4 separate regions of the Mus musculus genome follow, and regions 2, 3 and 4 are each linked to region 1. A link is a contact called in public HiChIP or PLAC-seq, Micro-C and promoter capture Hi-C data. All regions are on one chromosome and are shown on one strand. The core of a region is the stretch at or near the end of the contact, and the rest is flanking DNA. Distances in the headings are between cores, read along the strand shown.

What was found. Promoter capture Hi-C pulls out the DNA fragments that hold promoters and counts their contacts. Hi-C and Micro-C count contacts between places; a contact is called where the count stands out from the background. HiChIP or PLAC-seq counts read pairs in DNA pulled down with a chosen protein or histone mark.
Region 2: a contact with region 1 is called in an HNF4G HiChIP or PLAC-seq map of pancreatic cancer cells. The contact joins the promoter of Lad1 here to the promoter of Ascl5 in region 1. A contact is called at or near these places in 2 of 39 promoter capture datasets (embryonic stem cells and liver), 1 of 484 Hi-C or Micro-C datasets (embryonic stem cells), 1 of 115 datasets of contacts at active chromatin or transcription factors (pancreatic cancer cells) and 1 of 9 other capture datasets (adipose tissue).
Region 3: a promoter capture Hi-C map of the HPC-7 cell line shows a contact between it and region 1, with 5 times the contacts expected there. The contact joins the enhancer-like site here to the promoter of Ascl5 in region 1. A contact is called at or near these places in 14 of 39 promoter capture datasets (the 3T3-L1 cell line, 3T3-L1-derived adipocytes, the HPC-7 cell line and 9 more), 1 of 15 datasets of contacts at CTCF or cohesin (the NIH/3T3 cell line), 12 of 484 Hi-C or Micro-C datasets (the C2C12 cell line, the G1E-ER4 cell line, the N1E-115 cell line and 6 more), 1 of 115 datasets of contacts at active chromatin or transcription factors (pancreatic cancer cells) and 2 of 9 other capture datasets (adipose tissue and embryonic stem cells).
Region 4: a contact with region 1 is called in a Micro-C map of embryonic fibroblasts, with 4 times the contacts expected there. The contact joins the enhancer-like site here to the promoter of Ascl5 in region 1. A contact is called at or near these places in 10 of 39 promoter capture datasets (the 3T3-L1 cell line, the HPC-7 cell line, HPC-7-derived erythroid cells and 7 more), 1 of 15 datasets of contacts at CTCF or cohesin (the NIH/3T3 cell line), 22 of 484 Hi-C or Micro-C datasets (the C2C12 cell line, the G1E-ER4 cell line, the HL-1 cell line and 12 more), 1 of 115 datasets of contacts at active chromatin or transcription factors (pancreatic cancer cells) and 2 of 9 other capture datasets (embryonic stem cells and pancreatic islet).

The regions. Positions count from the first base shown.
Region 1 is chr1:136,049,264-136,052,732 of GRCm38.p6, forward strand. Ascl5 (achaete-scute family bHLH transcription factor 5) reads left to right here and starts at 1,541. Exons shown (of 1, transcript NM_001270609.1): 1 at 1,541-2,107. The coding sequence starts at 1,541. The coding sequence ends at 2,107.
Region 2 is chr1:135,817,044-135,820,512 of GRCm38.p6, forward strand. Lad1 (ladinin) reads left to right here and starts at 1,555. Exons shown (of 10, transcript NM_133664.3): 1 at 1,555-1,973. The coding sequence starts at 1,936.
Region 3 is chr1:135,842,882-135,846,350 of GRCm38.p6, forward strand. It overlaps Tnnt2 (troponin T2, cardiac), which reads left to right. Exons shown (of 15, transcript NM_001130181.2): 4 at 2,674-2,763; 5 at 3,017-3,052. Among named protein-coding and RNA genes, the nearest start is that of Tnnt2, 8.3 kb to the left of the region's middle. Within about 2 kb of position 1,785, at least 33 of the 459 cell types and tissues checked have an H3K27ac peak or open chromatin away from gene starts, as enhancers often do. A contact at or near this core is called in the C2C12 cell line, the HPC-7 cell line, the N1E-115 cell line and 2 more, where this site is marked.
Region 4 is chr1:135,860,796-135,864,264 of GRCm38.p6, forward strand. No RefSeq gene overlaps it. Among named protein-coding and RNA genes, the nearest start is that of Tnnt2, 26 kb to the left of the region's middle. Within about 2 kb of position 1,651, at least 59 of the 459 cell types and tissues checked have an H3K27ac peak or open chromatin away from gene starts, as enhancers often do. A contact at or near this core is called in the C2C12 cell line, the HL-1 cell line, the NIH/3T3 cell line and 4 more, where this site is marked.

The DNA of each region.
Region 1 (3,469 bases), core at 291-2,790:
GAATGGCTACGTGTAATTATGCCCCACCCTGGCAAACCCAGTTTTTGGCCTAATCCTCTTTCTTGGTTATTCAGACAGGATTTATGAAGCATCTATTACATACTAGGGACATGGCTCAGCTTGGCCAGGTACAGAGTGAGTTCCAGGACAGTGAAGGTTACACAGAGAAATCCTGTCTCCAAAAGCCAAAGGGGAAAGAAAAAGATAGAAAAAAGAAAAGAAAAGAAAAGAAAAAAAGAAGACACCTTGTAAGGTGCCATAGAGGAGAAAGCCAAGAGGGTTTGAGACCCATATGTCCTCCTGGACCCATGTGACCTGGGACAGGGAAGGGGAAGGTGACAACAGTCTGCGGGGCAGGAAGCTTTGAAATAGCTAACCCCCAGGGCTTTGTAATCAGGGTTATCTTTCATTCACCAGAGAGGGGCTTGGGCTAACTTGAGATAGTTGCTCCAACTCCTCCTGCTAGTTCGATTAGCTCCGTTAAACAATGGTATTACAGTTAAATGTGTCTCTGTATGGATATGTGCAGGTGGACACAGTGCTCTTGGAAGCAAAGGGACTCTGATCCTCTATAGTGAGTGTTACAGGCAGTTGTGAGCTCCTGGCTGCTGGAAACCCAGTCCTCTGTAAAAAGCAGTACCTGCTTTTAATCACAAAGCCATCTCTCTAAACCCCCTGTCCCAGTAGACTGTCTCAAGTTTTAGTTGTCAGGCCCTGGAAGGTAGCCTTGAGGAGATGATCTGAATTCTCAGAGGAAATGATATTAATGGCTGCCGTTATCTGCCAGGCCAAGTACCGGGTGCTTTGGAATGTGTTTGTACTCTTTTGGTTCTCATCTTAGGAACTATAAAGGATGTTTTCTGTCTCTCCAAATATGGAATTCTGACTCTAAGATGTATGTCACTTGACTATTGAGGAGTGAACCCTAGATTTGAGCTCAGACCAACAGTTCTCCAAATCCCCGCCCTCTTTCCTCTTGATTGTTTCTGGAGATAGGAGTACCACAAAGGCCTTTCCTTAGTGATATGTTCACTTTTCTCTACTTTTAGCAAAGTTCTGGGAACTCTTCTGCTGAGCTGACGGGCTCTCCGCCTCTGCCCACATCCCCCGCAGATCCGGGATCCTGCAAAAAGATCCAGTGAGGAACAAGAATTGGGCGCTGGGGGAATCTGGTCATGGAGGCTCGCAGCTAGAGCCAGGGGCAGTGCTGGCGGCCTTGGACTGCAGGAAGAGGCAAGACTCTCAGTCCAGGAGGACCAGGCAGGGAAGAGGGAGAAAGTGCTCAGATTGCTCAACACATGTCACCGCAGGCGCGACCACAGCAGATACCTGCTGTGCCTCTGCTAGCTGCTGCACTTGTCCAGAGCTATGACTCACATTAAGGAGTCCAAGCCAACCCAAAAAGGCAAAATGAAGCCTTAGCAACTCGCAGCACCCCAGAGTGCTAGCAATGTGACTTGTCCCCTTTGTCAGGACCACACAGAGCCCGTGCAGAGGCCTTTCAGAGGGCCTCACTCTGGGTCCAGCTCCACGAGGCACAATGAACAGTAACTTCTGCCGAGCTCTGGTGGACCGTGGGCCCCCGGGGGGCATGCAGCTAGGTGTCGTGGCCCCTGCTGGACAGACGCCGCTGGCAGCCACCGAACCCTTGAGCAACGTACCCTTTCTATTGTACCCCGGCCACTCCGAGCCGCCTTACTACGACGCCTACACTGGGGTGTTCCCCTACGTGCCCTTTCCCGGCGCCTTCGGGGTTTACGACTACCCGTTCGAGCCTGCCTTCATCCAGAAGCGCAACGAGCGAGAGCGGCAGCGCGTCAAGTGCGTGAATGAGGGCTACGCGCGCCTCCGCGGCCACCTCCCCGGCGCCCTGACTGAGAAGCGGCTCAGCAAGGTGGAGACACTGCGCGCCGCCATCCGCTACATCAAGTACCTGCAGGAGCTGTTGAGCGCCACCCCCGACGGCGCGCCACCTCCCGCCACCTCCCCGCCGCCCGCCCACACGGGCCACAGCAACGTGCCGCAGCCCTCTTCCTTGGTGGCCGAGTCCAGTGGATCCCCCTTTTCCTCGTCGCCTTTTTTGGAGTCGGAGGAACCCAGCCTTTGATCTGGCCAGAGGCCTGGACTTGCCCCTCTAGGGAACAGCTTTGGGGGCTTCTGGGTCATCTGTGCGGGACAAAGAACAGTGGTGTTCGAGGTCTGTGATCCCACCTCCACCCACTTGAGCCAGATGTGAGGGCCTGGGGTAGAGATGGCGAGATACGGATCCCAGGAGCTGATGTCTGCGGTGAGGAGCAGAGCCCTGGACAGCTCCTGGACCAGCCTCAGCGAAGCTCTGCTGTCCACCACACCAAGTCCCCTGGAAGTCAGCCACACTTTCTGTTATGCCTGAACCTTCCACAAGATGGCCTCAAATACTAGCGAGGAGCTTGATGGCCTCTAAAGAGCAGGAATTCTGAGGGAGGGACGAGGGAAGTGAAGACAGGCAGCTGCTTGCATTCAGCACCCTGGAGCTGACAGACTTAGGGGAAGTGTGTGTGTGTGTGTGTGTGTGTGTGTGTGTGTGTGTGTGTGTGAGAGAGAGAGAGAGAGAGAGAGAGAGAGAGAGAGAGAGAGAGAGAGAGAGAGAGAGAGGGAGGGAGAGGTCGCTGGTGCCCATTGGCTTCCTTGACAGCGAGTGATCACCTCCCCTCTCCCACCCTTCAGTCTCTTCTGGACTTAACGCCTCCCCCACCCCAAGACTTGTAAGCTTCTAGGGTCCACTGACATTGTGTTTACATCAAGGACTAAATAAAAAGGGATTGTTGAATTTTGTGATTCCTGAATTATTGTCTATGCCCACCCTCCACCTTGCAATGTTTGCTAGCTGGTGCAGTCACCTAACATTTCCAGAGAGATTAGTGTGTATGCTGAGACTGAATATGGGAGAGGCCAGGGTTCTAGGGAGAAAGCACACAGACATTGTCTAGTGAGGGATTGGAGGACCAGGGGCCCTGTGAGAGCAGTGCACATTCAAGGTTGCCTGGAGCCTTTCCCTCTGGTAGGAGAGGGGCTCCATATTTGCCAGAAGAAGGCATTGGGGGCGGCAAGTGTGAGAGGGTCCTGGGCAGATCCTGACAGACACTGAGACTGGTGTGAGTGGAGCTATGCTGAGCTAGGCCACCACCCAACACATTCTCTGGACAGAGCCACGGAGTTGGGGTGGGGAGAAACTTAATCTCCATCTAAGGAACCTGTTTGGAGTTTGTGGCTCTACTCCACGGGTTCCTCTCCCTGACCCTCATTGCCCCAGCTGTGAAGCCTTCCTGTCTCCCACTGCCCCTACCCCGTCTCAAGCCTGGATATAATAAGTCACCCCTTTACACCCAGCCCTTGCCTCCTCGGGGGCAGATGGGGATGTCACCGGCTGGACTGGAAGGAATGACAGCTGCCTGGCCGCAGGAGCCTGGGCTGGGCAGCAGGGGCTAAT
Region 2 (3,469 bases), core at 305-2,804, 230 kb before region 1:
GCCACTCTGAGAAGTATGGAGGCCCCATCCCTCATTGGTTTGTTTGTTTGTGTCTTTGTTTTCCTGATACCAGAGACCTGGATACCAGGGGTCCTGGATTCCTAGAACCCCCTGGATATCAGCTTTCCATGACTCAGACTCCCAATGTCACCTTCAACAGGATGGATGACCTTCCCAAAATTGTGTGATCCTTCAAACTGCTACTGATCCAAACTGCTACTGAGCACACCTGTGCCCAGCAAAGTGTTGAGGCGACTCTGAGGCGAGATTCCCTTTCAATGCTTGGAAGCCAGGACATGGACACAGATTCCAACTCCATGTTATTGAAACTTCCCTCCCTCCTCTTTCCCACTCATCCCCTGTCCATGGGCTACGGGGCGCACAGTGCCAAGTCTCTCCGAGCTCCCACACCAACATCCAATGAACTATTGGACAGCTTTTTCTAAAACCTTTAATTCAAATGGGTGTTGAATGCAGTTGACAGCTTGACCATATGGAGACAGGTCCCCAAATGGAGTATCATAAGGTCCAAATGGCAAGAAACCCTCTGTTGGTCTCTGGTCAACTTCCTCCCTAAGACCTCTGGAATCCTTGTCCCTTGACCTGAATCCCTGACTCTGGAATCCTTGTCCTGAATCCCAGTTCCTCTCACATCGGGCAGAGGTATGTGAATCACTTCTGGGCCCACAGTTCAGCTTCCCAAAGCTCTTGCTAACCCCACTTCCTGTTCAGTGTCACCTTTGATTACACACTCCTCCCCCATCCCCTTCTTCGTTTCCTTTGTAGATTACAAAAATGGCCCCTCCAGCTCGAAGTGGTGGCTCCTGCCTTTAATTCCAGCATCCTCAGCTTTCAGGAGGCAGAGGCAGGTAGATCTCGAGAGGCAATCAGGCCAGACTCTGACATCCCATCCTGTGTGCTGGGCAGCACCCCAGCCTTCTCTGAACAGTGCCAGTAGCAGCTATTGATTCCATTTCTGATCTTTCAAGGAAAATAAAATTCCCCATCTAGGTATCTGACCTTACACATTCAGTAAGGAGGTAGGTTCCCGAGTGGAAAGCAGCTGGTGCTGCGCTCGCCCACGGGTTCCCACGGGTTCCCACGGGTGGTGTCCGAGTTGCCTCAGGTTATTGCAGTATTAATCTCAGTTACTTATGGACCCTCTTCCTACGACACAGTTATACACCTGTGGGGTATCAAGGAACAGGACCGTGCTTTTGGCGCATATGGTTTTTCATAGCGGTGTCCACTCTATTTTGGCGGGCTTGAGTCTCAGCTCCTTTGAGGAGGGGCTGGTTTTCTTACGCAGTGTCTGCTTATCTAAGCCGAGTCTTTCAGGTAGTTTCTGACCCCCGGGGTGTTTTCTAGGAGCCCCTTACTTCTTCACCGTTGCAGGCACTCTACACCCAAGACTACGGTACCTGATCTAACCTTTCTCCCTGCCTTCCAGCTCTTGGGTTTCTGCCGGCTAAGTCGATTTCCAGGCAGCGAGCTCAGCCTGACCCCGATCTTTGGGTTCCGTCCTCCCCCCAACCCCCTCCCCGACTCCCTGGCACTCTGGACCGCGACTCCCAGGGAAGACGCGGGCCGGCGCCGAGCTGGTCCAACTGGTTCTGAGCAGGAAGTCTCCCGCCCTCGCCCGGGGCAGCAGAGCAGCCCCGCGCTAGCCCCGGCGTGGGTGCAGCCCGCAGCTCGGTGCGACCGTCCCGCAGAGCGGCCGCGCGGGAGACCCGCCCCAGCGGTGATCAGCGCGGCTTTGTCTGGGACGCCCACACCTCAGAGGCCGCTCCTCCGGCCGGCGAATGGGAGCGCGGCGGCGCGGGGCCGAGCCGGGCTGAGATAAGCGGCCATGTGACCCTACCTGGCGCGGGGAGGGGCCGCAGGTGAGCGGCGGAGCAGGGAGCTCGGCACGCGGCGGCCGTGGGGCTCGGCAGCATGTCGGTCAGCAGAAAGGACTGGTCCGCGCTGTCCAGGTGAGTGCAGCCACAGGGGCCGGGTGGCCCGAGGCTGGGGGGTGGGAGCTGTGCCCCTTCGGATCTCCTCTCCCAGACACAGGCCTGCTCTCCGGACGAAGTGAGACACTGGTCTTGTTGCTTTTCGGTGGGGATAGAATTGAGACCAAACTCTGGTCCCCCTAGGTGACAGAGCGGGTGGTCTCCTTGCTCCTTCTCAGCTTCCTGTCCCCTTAGGTCTTAACCAGTACGTTTAGGGTAAGGCTTTTCCGCAGCCTGGACAGCCCAGGGTGCTACTGTCTGTGAGGGCAAGGGACCGTTTTAGGGGGCTGGGAAAATTCAAGAGTTACCCCAAGACTTATTCTTGAGCGGACCCTCAGCCTCTGCGCCTCTGTTAAGAGTTTTAGAATGGATCTGGGAAGTGTCCTTTAGCCCCACCTTATGGAGTCAACAGAACCCGGGTGTGTGAATAGAATCAGAGAAAGTAGCACCCCCACCCCATCCCAAAGAGAGGCTCAAATTCTGAGCACAACATTTGGAGTGGTATCTATGCCACTTGAGGTAAGATGTTATCCTTGTCTGCGCTACAATCTGTGTTTGTGAATCTCAATGGGTCAGAGAATATCTTTGCCATTTCTGCCTGCTGGACAGCCTATCAGGGTCAGAGAAGCCTAGGAGGGGTCAGTATCTAGGAGGCCGCCCCTCTCTTTGTGGCTCCTCTTGGAGCTGCCCCTCCCTCTCCAGAAGTGTTGGAATGAGCATCCGTTCTTCCAATTCCTCACACTGAGTCCCTAACTGGGAAGGCATCCTTTGTCCTAAAGGTAACAGAGGCTCCGGCCAGAGCCCTGTCCTTTCTATTCCTCAGGTTCCAGTCAGGGTAAAATTGGCCTCTTGGCTTCTCTCAAGTGGGCTTTCAGTCTTCAGGTCTTTTGTGGGGTCGGAGCTACGACTGCAGGTGCAGCCCAGTATGGGTACCACCTCCTATCAAGGCATCTCTCACACTGAGAGCTGCTGCCCCTCAGCACCTCCCTGAGGGCATCAGAGTCTTTCAGTCACAGTCTGTCACAGTTCATCCTTTGGTTTGAAGACTTCCTCCTCAGAGCCTTAGGACACTGCTCTGAAGTATGGCTGTCCCTCACCTCAGCCTCAGTGCAGAGAGGGCCATGGTATCCAGTGAAGGGGAAGGATAGGCTCCAAGGAGGGTGAGAACCAATGCTCTGGAAAGGGAGCCCACGCTGCCTTAGAGGTCAGACACACCCCAGGGAAGGTATGCGCCGAGGGTGGAGCTGGTGCGGGGGCAAGGCCTTGGACTCTGTGGGTCAGTGTGCACGGGGTTGGTGCGGGAGCGCCTTTGTCTCTGGGTGTGAACACAGCCATGCCTACGAATGCATGCTCAGATACGTGTTGTGTGACCTCTGTGTGGGGGAGCATGTTTGTGGCCTGTGTAGAGATGAGATGTCCCCGGGCAGCTGAATCTGCTTCTAGGATGCTCCTTCTAAATGGTTGCTGAAGACGTT
Region 3 (3,469 bases), core at 535-3,034, 210 kb before region 1:
TGCCTGTATCCTCCTCTGTAGCAGGGACCCTGCCTGCTGGGGGTTCTTTTACCTTGGAGGATTTTCCTGCAAATGGCAGGAGGTTCTGGGTGGTAGGGTTTAACAAACAGACTTGAGCCAGATTTGTAACCTCCATCCTGACTACTACACACAGTTGGATCTTTCTGGGAGCTAAAGAACATCTCATTGAAGCCCATACAGCTTTTGCAAGTTACCTTGCTTGCCCTGAATGGCCTGAGGCAGCCCCTCTGGCTCAGAAGGGAAAGGTCCAGATGAGTGGCTGAAACCGATAGGACAGATAATCCTAAGAGTCTTGTTTCTAGGGGAAAGGGTCTTCCCACCGCTGTTAAGCAATTCCTTAACCAGAGATTTGCATCACGAACAACGGGGAAGTGGTCAGGCTCCTCAGATTATGAGCCCAGGCCTTCCAACAGCCCATGCCAGCTCCCTTAGTATGGCCCCCAGTGGGACTTTCCTACCCGTGATTCTGGGATTTGGTAGATGTTCTGTGGGACAGTCCAAAAACTCATTCAGAGCAGGAATGTGGGGTACTTGGAGGGGGAGTCAAATCTTTTCCTATTCTCCCTGCTACTGGGGTCTACCATTTCAGTGAGCGAGAAGCCAGGGCCTGTAGCTGGGGCGCTTCTCTCTCAATGCTTTCAGTTGCTAGGCATGCTAAGCTGCTCCATCCTCAGTAGTGGTTGGCAGGCAATGGTCCTTGAGGCTCAGGCATGTCACGAGGAGTGAGGCTGCCATATTGCTTGAATGTTGACTTGTGAATCAGAGTTCAGGCCTAACTCTGAGCTGGTTGTGGTCTGCGCTGCTGCCAGGCTTTGCACCGCACACTAACCTGTTCTGCTTGCTCCCTTTGCTGTCGCCACCGCCACCTCCTGCACCCGGAAGAGGAAGACTGGAGTGAAGAAGAGGAGGACGGTAGTACAGCGTTCCCTATCCTGTGCCTGTCCCTGCTTTCTTGCTCCTCCTGGGCTCTGGGCTTAGGCTAGGGAGACCAACAACTTCAGAGGGCCAGGACCCTAGGACCCCTCCCCCATTCCCTCTTTTCCTTCTGGGAGGGAAGTGGGAAGGATCTGGGCTATCCTGTCTTCCCACCTGCTCCACATATGGTCACAGAAGGATTCCTGTGATAGGAACAAACCCCAGCTGCTCCACTGCTCATGTCAGTGTTCATGTGGGGACCTTCCCTGTTTTGCCTAAGGCAAGGTTGGGCTCTGGGGACAGAAAAGGCCAGAAATAGCCAGAGCAGAAAGGACATGATGTCAGCTTTCAGATGTGTTCTGCTGAGAGGTGGGGTGAAGGTGGACTTGCTTCTTGGGGGTAACAGGAGGCGAGGGGAGACAGAATGGGGCTTAATTTTAGGACTGGCTTTCCTACAGTGATGTCCAGGGAGGCCTAAGTGTGACCTGTTCCTTGGGCTTCTAAATGACCACTGGGCCCATGGCACGTGGCACAGGAAAATGAAACTTAGGGTGAATGGGAGAAGAGGTGGCCTCAGGGTGGACCCCATAGCTGGCCACCTTCCTCTACTCTTATGCTACCTGACAAACCTCCTGGAGGGTTGAAAGAAGAGGCACCCCAGGACTTCAGTGGGGACCCAGTCCTAAGAAAGGAGGGCAGAGACGATGAGGCAGTGGGGGTGGAGGCCCTCTCTCCTCTGATGGTTCTTTCTGTCCTGAGGTGTTTCTTCTCCCTCTGCCAAGGGGCCACCACTTGTCAGTCTATCAATCACTGAATGTTACAAGCACTTCCGCCAAGCTGAGTCATGGTCTGGATGGCATCCTGTCTCCCTAATCTGTCTGTCCCTTCAGAATGTTGGGAGAGGCGGGGTCCATCCACATCCTGTCAAGCAAACGATGAAAATAGAAACTGCTGGCAACCTTCTGGGTAGCACATCTCTCTAACTATTGGACCTTTCATCCGCCCGCACAACCTCTGTTGGGTTTGGAAGAAGGACTTGAAGAGACACTGGATTCACAACAGACTTTCCCTAGCACCTCAGTTTAGTCAGGACCTGTCCTGTGGTGCCAGCACCTCTGGGGTGAACAGTTGGGGAAGACGATGGATTTCTGTCCCCAGGAAGGTCATGGGGGAAGCTAGTGCTAAACTGGACAGAAAGAGGCTAGACAGAACTTCACCCCAACTAGTCCCCAGCAGTGAGTCTTGATGTCCTGTCACTGGTGTTTCCCACCGCCACACCATTATATTTTATCTATGTATATAATGTGTTTCTACACTAGGGAAGACCCAGCTCAGATTTCCAAACTCTCAGGGAGCCAAATTTAGGGGTACTTACCAGTCAGATGGGACCCTTCTGTTGGATTTCACTTTACCTGCAAAGGAGCAGACAGGGAACTCTGGGGCACTGACTTACTTGGGGGGCGGTTGAGGCATGGATGAGAGTGTAGATGAGTGGGTGAGGTTATAGGAATCTTTGCTTGCAGAAGTAGTCCTGGGCTGGGCGTGGCTTTGTGCTCCAGTTTGAACCAGGAGCCAAACAGCATTCCTCTGTCATTTGGGTCTGTGGCTCCTATATCATGTGAGCCTGGATGTTACTGGCTCTGTTCTACCCTCCCGATGTGATCTCTGTTCTGGGGGTGCTTTCTGCACGTTAAGAGAGAGGGTCAGTTGGTCATGGTGTCTTTTTTACCTCTCCAGAGCAAGAGGAGGCAGTGGAGGAGGAGGAGGCTGGTGGGGCTGAACCTGAGCCTGAGGGTGAGGCTGAGACAGAGGAGGCCAACGTAGAAGGTACAGCCCAGGGTGAGGGGATGAGGGGCTAGGGGTGGTGTCTTAAGTCGTCCAACAGGTGCTTGCTAGCTTGTGTCCCTGTCTGGGCTCGGGGGATGCAGCAGTCTGCTTTCTGGGTGATGATTGTCAATACAGAGCTTCGTTTGTGGTTGACCCTACAAACCAGCAGAATATCCTGCCTGACCATGGGGAATGCTCTTGGGGGAATCTGAGTTGGAACAGGACCTCTGTTGATTGATCATGTTTTGTTTAGAGGTTGGTCCTGATGAAGAAGCCAAAGATGCTGAAGGTAAGTGATGCTGGCACAAGAGAACTCCTCATAGTAGCCTTGGGTGAGACTGTGTCCAGGGATTCCTGTGTAACCAGAGGGTGTACAGGAAAGGGTTGGAAGCCAGAATTTGGTGGTACTTGCTGGGCTTGGGAGGGTGGGACTCAAAACCTTTGTCTTCATCTCAGAGAAGTAGCCTTAGTGTCCAACAGGAGAGAGACCCAGTGTCTAGCCCCTGCTCTCAGAAGTAACAGTCACACCTGACACTCCTGGTACCCAGGCAATGCCAGTGAGGACTGATGTTTGGAGGAACGACTTCCAAGACATGCATGGTCCATACTGTGGCATCATGGTCCCTGTTAGGCTGCAGCCTCTGTCAGTTGTTTCCAGTCACACCTAAGGCAGGGGATAGCCAACCAGGCCTTGGAATTATGCCCA
Region 4 (3,469 bases), core at 401-2,900, 190 kb before region 1:
TGGAGAGCTGAAAGAGACCAGGCAGTGTGACATGGTACCTCTCTTGAAGACGATGGGTACAACACAGTATTGGCCCAGGTCTGGGATCTGGGGAGCTGGTGGGAGACTCTCTAGTCTCTGAAGCTACTGTATGAGACTGGCACTTAGTATTGACCTCTGGACAACATTATGTGCCCCTCCACCCACCCACCCCAGCTCCCTCTGAATCTAGCACGAAGTCAAAGAAACCTGGAGTATCTACACTGGGGTAGCAGTAAGACAGCCACAAAACCAAGGCTTCAGCCCTTCCCCATCCTGGCAGCAGACATGGAAGTGCCTAGCCTCCTCTCTGCTCAACCTGACACCCCCCTCCCCCAATCTAGTCCACGCTGGTCAGAGGAGGAAGAGAAACACTGAATTGCAACTTCAGAACAAGTTTCAGATGGATCAGGGAGCCTTAACAACCCAAGTGTGACCTATGTAGGACCTACAGCTGACAATTGGGGACCTACAGCTGTAACAGACCCCACAGGCCAGCAGGGCGAGGGCCCCCAGAGAGTGAGCACTACAGGGAAGGGTGATGAGACACAGCATGGCCAGCTCCACCTTCTTCGGGTCTTCCCAGCATCACAGGGAGGTGATGCCTGACCACCTAAGCTCGCTCTGCAGGTGTTTCTCTGTCAGTCAGTCAGTTCCTTTCACGCTCCTCTCAGAGCCATTTTTTTCCATCTTGCATGCTGTAGATTCTCCTAGCTCATCTTGTTTCCACAGCATCTTTCCTCTTGACTGCAAGCACAACCAGAGCTTGGATTTGTTCCCTAAGCACAAGGTGTCACTTGGTGACACTCAGGGATGACTTGCTGGGTGTGAGGAATGCTGAATAACTTTCTTTCAGAGTCCGGGCCTCTTGTTGAACAGGTTGCATACACACAGAGTTCTAGAAAAGACAGAGAGCCTTGTAACTCTGAAAGGGAAACAGATTTGGGGCCCCCCAGGTGGGAGTAGCTGGATGTCTGAGGAAGTCCATCTAGGAGAAAGAAGCCAGGCCTACTTCACCAGGAAGGGAGCTTAGCAAAGAGGTTATCATAAGGGAGAGGTTGGGGCGACTGTCATTCCTGAAGCTAGGATGCTCTGGCCTGGCCAGCAGCAACCCGCCCTGCATCCTGCTCACTTGACCAAGGGGAGGGGAGCAGGAGAGGAGAAATCACACGTAGCACAGAACCAGCTTCTTCTGGAGAGTCATTAAAGGCACAGCCATGGCACCAGGCTTCCTGGGTTCAGTGCCTCCTCCCCCTCATATCTGTTGAGTGGCTTTGGCAGCGTTACTATGTCTGGGTTTCTTCCTCCACACAATGGCAATGATAGTAGGAATGACCTCACCAGGTTCTTGTGGGGATTAAATGAGCTTGTGTAAATATCAGTGCTCACAACAGCACATGGTGGAAACATGTGAACATTGGCTGGGATCTTTGGGATCCCGTGGGTCAGAGTGTGTCCTCTGGCCTCCGCTGGCCTTCCTACGGGGTAGTGCTCCCTCGTCCCACACACTTCCTGTAGCTTCCCACAGTTTAGGTCCCCATCTCCTCCCACCCTGCTGGAGCCTTAGGGTGTCTGTGACTAGACCGCTCCTCCCCTCCTCCCCCTTACCAAGGCTGGGACTTACAGGTCATGGGAAGATAGTTCTGGAGGGGTGAGTCAGCTGCTCTGCCTCGCCTCCTGCTGTGTGTGGCCAACCAGCTACAGGAGGTAAAAGTTAGGCGTTGATGACACTCCCATCTCCCAACAGGATGGTGTTGGTTTCTTTGGAGGAGAGGAACAGAGAGTCCAGTCATACCTGTCGTCTAAGGAGTCAGTGCTGACCCTGGCAATAGACTCCAGTCCCTGTTTCAGCACTGTCTGTCCCAGGGTGGGCCCGTGAGAGACCTCACCAATTACCGAATGTTGGTGTCCATTTTCCAGTCATTCCACGTGTCTCACACTCTAGCCCTGACTGTAAAGTCTAGGTCTCCACAAGACCCTGGCTTTCTTGACATCTCAGCTACCTGAACCCAGGTCCCTTTCACATCACCCTGTAGCCCTAACTCTGACTTCTTCTGCCTCTCCTACCCACACCACTCCCTCAAATCAGCCTGCCACTCCAGGAATCCTTCGGGGATTGACTGGGAGCTTGCTATTCAAAGGGTGGTCCTCTGATGATGGCTTGGTGAGAGTTTTAATCCCTGAAAAGACAGAGTCTGGGGACATGTGTTAGATGGTACCAAAGGACCGGTGATAGAGACAGCATCTCAAATTCCATACGTAACAGAGAAGGCTGTGTGCCTGACGTTCAAAGCCTACTCCTATATGAGCTTGTGTACGTGGCCGGCAAAGGGCTGGACATGCCGAGAGCCCTCTTACAAGTCCTGCCTCTGACACAGTCTTAGCAGAGGCAGATCCATTGTTGTGTCCTGATTTGCCATGGTATGTTCCGGAGGCTTTGGTTTAGGATATGAAACCTCTCTCCACATGCAAGCTTAAACAGTCTGAGGTTGTAGCCCAAACTGGCTCTTTGGCCAGTGTTCTGTTAAAAAGTGTTCTGCAGAGGCTCGTGGGGAGGCTGTGTGTTGTCTCTCTTTCGATGTTATCTGCCCAGACAATATCTCAGGACATTAAAGTTTCTGAAAATCTCAAGTGAAGAAAATGACTTCCCTCATTGTTCAGAGCTTCCAAAATGTTGACCTTGTCACTGAGCATCCCTGAGCCTGTGCCAATGACATCAGGACACTTTAATTCCTTTACTCCCACGCCCACACACCAATGGCTAAGGTTCTTGTTGGAGGTGTTTTGAACTCTGACAGACCCTTGCACTCATCTCCCAGGAGGGTTAGTAGTATTTGAGGGAGGTCAACACACACACACACACACACACACACACACACACATCTCCATTTCTCTTTTATTTTGAATCTCAACTGTTCTGCATTCCGGCGAGTACTCCAGCCTGTGTTGATGTTGGAGTCTCTGCTGCAGGAGATAAGACTGCTTCTATGGACTGACGGCCATTGGAAAGGAAGGTGTGGTCCATCCCGAAGGAGCATGGTTCACACGGGGGAAATTCCATTTGCCTTGCCCACCTGGAAAGTATGTAGTGACAGGGATTTCTAGCCAACCCCTGGACTGGCTTTTGCTGACTTTGTGGTTGGATGTGAGGTGGAACTGGCAGGGTTGGTTCTGATAGCCTGACTCATGGCTTCTGGAACCACCACCCCCCCCCGCCACTAGCAGCTTGGTTGAGGAGGCTGGGCCAGGGAAGTTCTGGGAACCTGCAAGAACGCAATACTGAGAGCGTTTCTCTCCCTAGCCAGTGAGATGGGGCCAAAGTCTGGGGTTTGCAGACATTCTGGGGATCATGGGGTCTGTGGCGACAGGAGACCCAGGACTGACACTCTGAGATCATAAGGCATTGACATAATCTGGCAGCACCGAGGGACCTTGGGAACTCCCCTTATTT